2 separate regions of the Ovis aries genome follow, and region 1 is linked to region 2. A link is a contact called in public Hi-C data. All regions are on one chromosome and are shown on one strand. Each heading gives the region's core, a stretch centred on a gene start, on an enhancer-like site or on the middle of the called end of the contact. The rest is flanking DNA. Distances are from core to core; before and after follow the strand shown.

Region 1 (4,706 bases), core at 1,555-4,054, 120 kb after region 2:
AAGCTGGGAAGGGGGAATATGGGGAGGTTTGTTTCTCTTTTTGTTTTTGAAGTGCTAGGGAGGAATGCCTGGTGGTTATTTTAACTAAGCACTGAAAACTAGTGTTCTGGGTAGGCACTTGGTTTTAACAAGTCCCATTATTCACCAGTGAGAAAAGTCTTTCGTCAGCTCTGGGGGTTGGGGGTAGGGAGAGTCCCTTAAAGTTCACAGTCCTTTATTAGTCTGAGCACATTAGAACCAGTTGGGATGAAAGACAATCTTTAGCTTTGATATTTCCTAGGCAAGTTCTGCTGCAAGTGACAATTTTTCATTCACTGATTTGACAGTGAGTATTAAGAACCAATTCCATGCTGGATGCTGACAATGCAGTGCTAAGGAAGACAAATAAAGTCCCTACATTCATGGAAACTGCTACCTAGCAATGTGATCTTGTCACGAAAATGTTTATGTTACTTGACCTAAAAATTCCACTTCAGGAAGCCCATGCTAAGGAGATAATAAATAAAGTGGTCAAATATTTATACACAAAGATATTCACTGAAGTATTGCTTGGCAAAAAAAAAAAAAAGAAGAAAAAATGGAAACAACCTAAACTTCCAACAATAGGGAAACTGTTGAAAAAAAATTCATAAAATCATAAAATTGACTACAAAAGGCTTAATAACATGGGAAAACATGCTACAACTTTAAACAAGGCAAACAATATAACATAGACTGTGGTCTCAATCATATTAAATAAATTTTTAAATACCTAGACAAAAATATACCTGAAATGCTAACATTACTGGTATATGAATGTTGGATTATAAAAAGATTTTTCTCTTTATATTTTCATTTGCTTTTATGAAAGCATGTGTTAATTTTATACTCTAGAGTTTGGCAAGCCCCCTGGCCCCTTTCAAAAAAAAAAAATGAAAAGAAATCATAACAAACCCCCACCACCACCACCACCACCGAAAAAACAGGCAAAACTGAAAAGTTCTTCACAAATGGCTTAGCTGTGTGTTTGTAGTGTAACCTAGGACTTGGTATCTAAAGACAGAATTTCCATGAGAATGAATCTCAATTTTGCTCCTACTGTATGCTCTCCATGGTTTACCCCAAGAGGAGCAAACAAGACCGATACACACTTTGGGAGGTAGACAGTGTCTCTCACTCTCCAACTCTGGTATTGTATGACCAAGGAAAAATACCCATGTCTCATTTCTGTGGACCATGGTAGTTAAGGAGACCCCTCCACATACATTCTCATCTTGAGCCTCACAGCAACGCAAAGACATGAAAATAAACTCAGAGGTGTCAGCGGCCCTGTGCCGAGTCTCTCAATGGTGTAACCAGGGCGTCATGACCCAGATGCAGGCCTAGGGGCTCCAGGCCCTGCCACATCCGTGGCAGACCTCCAAGGACTCACTTGGTGGAGTTGAGAACTGGCCAGTTACTCCACAAACACTGGTTTTACTGTAAGCTCAGCTGTTTCTACTTAAATCTATCAAAAGACACCAGAGCTGTAGATAGTGAGATTTCACACCTACTAATACAAACTCTCCATCCTCCCCCACCCCTCCTTTTCCTACTTTCATTCGTCTTTCCATTGAACACAGAATAGAAGATGTCGCAAAAACAGGCTGCGCCAACACAAACACTTATTATCCAAAGCTAAGTACTTCTATATATAAAACTTACAGTAAATCGTTCTCCTGTCAACAGATAAAATACCTAAACACAAGCTCTGATTTCCTCATCTGTCAACAGGATTGACATGTGCTTGCCCTTCCTATCATTTCCATGTCACAGGGTTGTTTAGGGATCAACTGAGATGAAAACGTGCAAGAGAGCACGTGGACTAAGAGATGGCTCTTTCCTTAAGTAAAATGCAAACCCAGAGGCCTGGGCCCCGTGGAGTCCCCCAGGAGCAAGGAACGGCTAGCCCAAAGCGTCCCTGAGCCAGGGCAGACTAACGTGACCCTGGTTGCCCCTTCCTAGCAGAAATCCCCGGGTGCTATCGCCGGGGATCAAAGATCACAGCCCCGGAGCAGCCATCAAGTCATAAAGATGCTCAAACTCCGCAGCAAGCGGGCCAGCGGGGGATGAAGTCCTCCGCAGGCAGGCGGCGGCCGGGACTGTCAGGGCGCACGGCGCCTGCGCGCGCAGCTGCCCCCGAATAAATAAATAACCACGCGGGCGGGCGGCGGCCCCAGCTTGGCGCCCTGCCGGGCCCCGGCCGGCTCGCAGCTCACGTAGCGAGAGCGTGAGTCAGCGCGTTCGACCGCAGCCCAAACCCGGGTGGGTGCCCTCGACAGCGCCGGCCGCCTGCACGTACCGCCGCGGCGCTCCTGGCTGAGGGCTCCCCTTGTGGCCCGGCGGGAGGGGCGCCTGCGCTTGAAAGCCACGTGGGGTGAGCTCGCCTTTCCCCTACCGGATCCTCCGTGGGAACTCGACCTTGCCCTCGTCCCTGTGTGCCTTCCCACTTGGAGCCGCAGTTTGGCCCGACATGGTGACTCCCCCCTCCCACCCACTCCGAGAGGTCGCGAGGTAGATGGAGAAGGGGGCTTGGCTCCAGCTGCAGGGGTCGAGTCCAGGGCAGACTGGGGAGACTGAAGCCAATAAATTAAGGGAGGGAAGTCCCTTATCAATTTAATCTCACACGCAGCCGGGACTTCACTCGAGTTGGCCTGCATTTCCTCAGATCTGCACCTGTTTAGTTGCTACAACCGACTTTATAAGAGGAAGTTGCCTACGTGCCTGCCGGCTGAAGGACGGAATTAGAAGTAGTGTCCCCTGAACGTATGAGCAGAGCAGAGCCTCCTGTTCCGCTGTGGACCTACACAGTTGCAGGAATGGGTCTCCTGAGGCTCAGCAAAAATTTCAAGTCCTCCTTTGCCCTTTGATACAACAACCTTTCCCGCATTGGGGCGAGTTTAAAAAGCTTTCCTCTTCGTGCATCTGAGATGTGTCACTTTTCAAAGCGTGTGCGAGGGGGTAGGCTTGTTATGGGCAAGGAGACAGGAGAAGGATGCTTGTGAAGAGAGAGAGAGATGAGGAAAGGAAGAGGAAAAGTTAATTAGGAAAGGAGCGCTGAACAATGAGTAAAGTGATTCACGGAACATTACTGTGCCCCTAACGAAGGTCCGCTCAAAATCCCATGGACGGAGGAGCCTGGTAGGCTGCAGTCCATGGGGTCGCTGAGGGTTGGACACTACTGAGCGACTTCCCTTTCACTTTTCACTTTCATGCATTGGAGAAGGAAAAGGCAACCCACTCCAGTGTTCTTGCCTGGAGAATCCCAGGGACGGGAGAGCCTGGTGGGCTGCCATGTATGGGGTCGCACAGAGTCGGACACGACTGAAGCGACTTAGCAGCAGCAGCAGCAATGAAGGTCCGCACATCTGGGCACTGGCGATACTTATTTTGTAAGTAGCTCTCATGGCCTCTGCGGTCAAGGGTTCACAGTTGAGAGAGGGACACCCACGAAGCAGAGAGTTAAACATAAGGGAGACTTTAATGCAGTGTTCAGCACCGAGGCTCAGGATTCAAGCTGTTCAAGTCACCATGCCAGTTTTGCAGCTTACATGTGACCTTAACTAACCCGCTGACTGTCCCCAACTCCCCTCATTTTCCTCGTTTGAAAAATAAGAATGGTAAAAACACTACATTTTAGGACTTTTCAGAGAAATAAATACATGAATACAAGCAAAGTCCTTGAACAATGCCCTATATTCACTTGGCACTCAATAAATATTGTCAACAGAATGAATAAAGGAGACCCTGGCACAGCCAAGTTCAGCAAGGCAGGCTGTGTTCTGTACAGCTCTGGGAAGTCACATACACAGAGATGTAAATGGAACTTTCCAGAGCTGTGCAGCGTGGTATTCCTGAGGACAAGTATGTCTATTTTAAAATCATTCATAATAAAACACTGAAAATTCAAGTGCATTTATTCATAAATAAAATGTGGCCTATTCATAAAATAGAGTACTATTAAAGCCATGAAAAGGAATAAATTACACCTATGTGTATCAAAATGAATGTATTCAAAATATACTCAATGAAGAACAGTAAGTTGCAAAATGATACAGACTATGCCATTTATAGAGAGAAAACATACATGCAAAAAATTCTTTATATTTTATATATGTGTGTTTTTAATGCTGTGAGAATACACACAAACTTAAAAGTATCTCTAGATGGAGGAAGAGGAATTAGGATTTGAAATAATGGTCATTAGGAATTTAGCTTATTCCAGATTCTAATTGTTTCAAAGAACAATGCAGTTACCTATCCTGTAGTTTTGCGTATTTTTAAGGTATGGATATGTAAAATAAAACCAGAAGCAAATATGTCAACACTGGCTAATTTGGGGTTGTAGAAATGTGAGTGATTATTCGTTTTTCATTTGTACTTTTCTGCATATTCAAATTAAAAATAATTGCAACCTTACAGTGGAAATGTTATGTAAGGGGTGGGCCTGAAAGCTAGGTTAGCTTACCCAGAACCTTTGGTAACAACAGAGGACAGAGCTGGCTTCCCGAGCCCCCTCTGTTCTAACTGCACCCTATGGTAGAAGTGGGTGCCTCTGGCAAACCAGGGCTACCAGCAGTCTGGGCCAGGACTTCCCTGAGTATGGTGATGCTGGGGCCTACGCTTGGCAAATTCCTCTTTCAATCTTTAACATCCCTAAAATATGGCATGCCAGTGCCTGCTGGGGA
Region 2 (4,828 bases), core at 824-3,323:
ATGCTGAGAGTGAACTTCATAACAACAAAATTTGAAAGAAACTTTGAAAACCTGAAGAGAAGCCATCTGCTGTTTCAGGTTGAAGCCACAAGCACCTCTACAGCACTGAGGCTAGCCAGACCCCTCCCCCATTCGAAAGACACAGTTATTTACAAAACAAGTGCGGAAACAAAACTAATCAAGACAAATGGTTCTCTAGTCCATCACCAAAATGATGGGACAGGAGTAAAGAGACACTTTACTGTAAATGTTCTGCAGAGACCAGCTAACTGAGCTTTCCCTCAATCAAAGGTTAGAAAGCAGCATTTCCTTCTAAGATTTACTTTATTTGCATTCTATTAAAAATAGTGTTTTCAGATAGTCTAACCATGTCCTCCTGGCTGGAAAGGTAACTGCAGTCTCTCCCTTGTCCTACTTGATCAATCCAACCCCTTCCTTTCTATGCACTTTCAGTCTTCACCATTTGTCCTTTATAAAAAGTGTTCCTTTCAGCTTATGGGACAAATGAGACAACAACGGTGTGTTTTATTAATATCGCAGGAGCAATCTTAAATTGAAGAATACTACACGCAGTGTCACAGAGTGGTACATAGGTGAATGCTCACCTTCCTTCTCACAGTAGTATGTTGTGCCTCACTGTGTTAAAGTAAAACTTCTCTACAGCTCTAAGTGCCCCTTGACGGGGTCTACAATAAAAGGAGTATAAATCACTCTCAGAGCTACCCTGGAAAACTGGCTGGATTATCATTTGTAGAAAACACTTGAGTAGCTGGACTATCCCAGCATAATGTACATGCACCAACATTACGGTACTCCACGTTCCCATAGTTCTGCCAATCTACCTGTTAACGTGTCCAAGAAAAATTACCACCTAAGGAGTGACTGCTGGGATGTGAACAAAAACATGGTTTCTTTCCAGAGGTACTTCACTACCCTCTCCTGATCACTCAACTGGTTGGTTGAGTGGATTTCCCCAGTAACTGACAGGAAGGGTAAGTGGTGGCTGGGGCTCAGCACCAGGAGAGAATTTTCACATCAACTGGATGATCAAACAATGCCAACAAGCCAAGGGCAGCACTCAAAAGTGAGGATGAGCCTTTCTCTTTCACAGATCAAATTCTCCTCACACCTGCCAGACTCCACAAACCAAATGCCACACTGTGAAATCACACTGTCTCTAGAATTCTCTAAACGTGCTTTTGTTGTAATCCCCTCTGAATACAATGAAGGTCTGAAGGGCACTATTAAGTGACTTTAAAGCAGGCATTTAAGATCATGAGTTCGAGTGTGTCTCAAATCATACATAAGGTTTCTAATAACCCATGGAAACGTGAGGGGCGGGGGTTGGGGGCAGGCGGACTTCTTGCTTGTTTAAAAACTAAGTTCGATTGCAGCCCTGCCAAGGCGACACACAACGGACTCCGAACGTCCCCGGTCTCCTCGGGCTTGCAGCAGCGGCTGGGCGCCCGCGCGCGTCCTACCTTGGACCTTTCCTTGACGTAGTATTTGCCCAGCCGGCTCCCGCAGTACAAGACCAGCCTATCGATGAGGGACAGGAGGTAACTGATGGCCTCACAGCCTTCCTCGTTGCCCCCGATCCACGTGATCTGATCACCCCGCAGGTGCCGCTTGGAGACGCCGGCGCGGGGCCCGGCCAGCTGGCCGTCCCGCAGGGCCCCGTTGCAGTGCAGCTGCTTCACGCGCTCCAGGACGCAGTCGCCCACCACCTCGCCCAGGAAGTTATCCAGGTAGCAGAAGCCGACCTCGTGCAGACAGGGCACGATGTACTCCAGGGCGATTTTCTCTAGATCCAGCCTCATGATATGTCCTAAGGGCATCCCGCCCGCAAAGCCGAGCTTGGGGACCCCCAGCGTGCAGAGAGCGACCTGCGTGTGCGCTCAGCCGAGACGCGGGGAGCGTGGCCCGGAGTTCAGCTACCTGCGGCGGCCACGGTCCCCAAGCCACCGCGGCGCCAGGGAGAGGGGAAAGTTGCCCGCAACTCTGGGGAGGAGGGATCCCGTTTAGAGACCAGCGGAAGTTGTGCGGAGCTCCGCGACTCAGCACCAGACTGGCCCAGTGAAGCGTCGGAGGGCCCCTTTTAGAAATGTAGAGCCACCGCTGGTGCGGCGGCGGCGGCCCCAGGCGGGGAGAAGCTGAGGTCCAGCCCCTGAGCCGGCCGACTCCAAGCGTCACGGGCCCCGCCCAGGCTCCGCCCCGGGACCGCCCCCGGGACAGCCCTTCTCCCCAGTCCATCTCCCGGCCGGGTTTACCCCTCGCTCTAGGAGCCAGGCAAGCCCGGCGCCAGCCTCGCTTGTTTGTGACCAGGAGGGGAGCTGGAGAACAGACGGCAGTTTAAGAATGCTATCGATTTGCCCAGTTTTGCTTAAAATCCCATAACAAACTTGAAAACCTGGATCCCAACTCTGAACATGTAAATGGGATTAACAGCAGTTTGCTGCCACATTCTAGACCGGTCACTTCCTAGACTTTTGAATAAAATAATAAACCCAGAAACAAATATTTTAGCAATGATCTCGTTCTAGCTTCTTGGTACTTTATTCTCCTTTCCTCAGCTGTTTGACCCAGGCTGGGAGGTTCAAGACTTTGAGAGACTGGGAGGAATCCAATTTTAATTAAAATTAACAAGCATCTCCCAGACTGCTACTATGTTCAAGGCCCCGGTGCTCAATGAAGGGAGGGTGTGAACAATGAAGAAATACTGGGTCATATTTTATACTGAAAATATTGTATTTTGCTTTGCTGAATGTTTTGATCAATGTATCTTTCAAGCTTCTTACTAAAATATGATGTTCTGAAAGTCTGCCTTCAAAATTCACCACATGCTCATTCATGTAACAGCCAACATAGGTATGTCCTTTAAGACTTTTTAGTTATCCAAAGGTAAGCTGATTACTTCAGAGAAGGCAATGGCACCCCACTCCAGTACTCTTGCCTGGAAAATCCCATGGACAGAGGAGCCTGGCAGGCTGCAGTCCATGAGATCGCTAAGAGTCAGACTCGACTGAGCGACTTCACTTTCACTTTTCACTTTCATGCATTGGAGAAGGAAATGGCAACCCACTCCAGTGTTCTTGCCTGGAGAATCCCAGGGACAGAGAAGCCTGGTGGGAGGCCATCTATGGGGTGAAGCGACTTAGCAGAAGCAGCAGCAGCAGCAAGCTGATTAATTAATGGATTTTTAAAATTCTCTTTCCTACTGAACATCAGAGAACAGACTCAAGAGAAAAAGATTCATAAATTGCATGCAAAGCCATTTCTATATTTTAAATTTTACATCACTTTGCACTTGGGTTCTTCATTGAAATTGAACAAAAGAATGTACAGTTCTCACATTAAGTTGCAAGTTACAATAAATTTGTTGTTGTTTAGTTACTAAGTCACATCCAACTCTGCAACCCCGTGGACTGTAGCCCGCCAGGCTCCTCTGTCCATGGGATTTCCCAGGCAAGAACACTGGAGTGAATTGCCATTTCCTTCTCCAGGGTATCTTCCCAATCTAGAAATCGAGCAACACCCCACCCTCCCTTACCACTGAGCCACCAGGGAAGTCCTACCATACCTGTAAAACCTGTACATTCTTCTTCTCTCTCTCTTTTTTTCCTTTCCACAAATGTTAACTGCATTTTTATCTTTTATTCAGTTTATTTAAACTGAAAAAGAAAAAACAGTTCACTCATAAAAATAAAAGTACAATGAACATTTGTGAAAAGAAAAAAAGATTGTACAGGTATTACAGGTATTGTTTATTTTATATACAATCTCATATAGATTTTACACTTTTATTCTCCTGCCCACAGCCCTCTCTTTTCTTCTTCTGAGAGGAGAAATGGAGCGAAGTGTGGGTCAGGAACAAAGAGCAGATTGGGAAAGGGATGCTGCTGCTACTGATGGAAAGGAATAGACAGAAATACGTGGTCAGGTAAGAACTGAAGAATGCTCAAGAGGAGCGGTCAGTGAGAACCCCAGTGAAACTCCTACTTATATAGGGAAGAGGATCTTTGCCAGGGCAGCACTAAGCTGGCACTGTTGGTATGACCTTCCAGCAGGAGGTGCACCAACTGAGGTAATAGCTTGATTGGCCAGCCTCAAGGAGCTGCTGTCTAAATTCCCACAGCAGCTCCTGGATGACAAGAGCCCATCATTCTTGGACCTCCAGCACCTAGCACATAGTAGGGGCCTAACAAGTAGGTATTGGGAAACTGGTGTCTCACCCTGAGCCATGGCAACCTCCACGTGGGCTTTGGGCAAGTCTGGGCTGGTTGGAAACTGGCCCTATTTGCATGATAAACAGAGATGCCTCCCCAGAGAGAAATCACTAGGAGAGTATCAGGCAGAGCAGCCTGGCCCAGAGCAAAACCCCAGGGGCCAGTGAAGGAAGGGGCAGTTAGGCATTCTGCAGGATACTCGTCTCCTGGCTTCGCCTCTCTATCCAGCCATTGAGGACGGTCAGTTCTGGGAGCAGGAGACCTAAAGAGAAACCTGGGACTGCTCATTTGCAGCAGGGACTAACATGAAGATGCAATACCAAGAGAGGAAGGCCCTTTCCTCCAGTGTGCTTAAGCCCTGCCTAACCAGGATACCTGGGGCCCTCCAGTGAGCTCCTTCAGGGGCATTATGGATAACAAGTGATCAAGAGAAGAGTAGTCTGAGGCTGCCTGAACATGGGCCCTGGTAAGCAGTGGCTGGAGGTTTTTTGCAGCTTTGGGGATTGTTGTAGCCTCAGAAGTAGGTATATTTGAATTTGAAGCATGGTGTGGGGGATGGGGAGGGGAATAACAGATTGGGTAGCTGGCTGAAAATTTGCTAC

What was found. A called contact is a pair of places that touch in the nucleus more often than the background predicts.
Region 1: a Hi-C map of hypothalamus shows a contact between it and region 2, with 4 times the contacts expected there. The contact joins the enhancer-like site here to the promoter of EGLN3 in region 2. A contact is called at or near these places in 7 of 16 Hi-C or Micro-C datasets (blood, hypothalamus, liver and 2 more).

What each region holds. Positions count from the first base shown.
Region 1 is chr18:42,289,752-42,294,457 of ARS-UI_Ramb_v3.0, forward strand. It overlaps a transcript of LOC105603181 not described here. Among named protein-coding and RNA genes, the nearest start is that of EGLN3, 120 kb to the left of the region's middle. Within about 2 kb of position 2,805, at least 44 of the 54 cell types and tissues checked have an H3K27ac peak or open chromatin away from gene starts, as enhancers often do. A contact at or near this core is called in hypothalamus, liver and muscle, where this site is marked.
Region 2 is chr18:42,173,202-42,178,029 of ARS-UI_Ramb_v3.0, forward strand. EGLN3 (egl-9 family hypoxia inducible factor 3) reads right to left here and starts at 2,074. Exons shown (of 4, transcript XM_060401799.1): 1 at 1,482-2,074. The coding sequence starts at 1,838. LOC132658123 (a long non-coding RNA gene) reads left to right here and starts at 4,265. Exons shown (of 2, transcript XR_009597245.1): 1 at 4,265-4,692.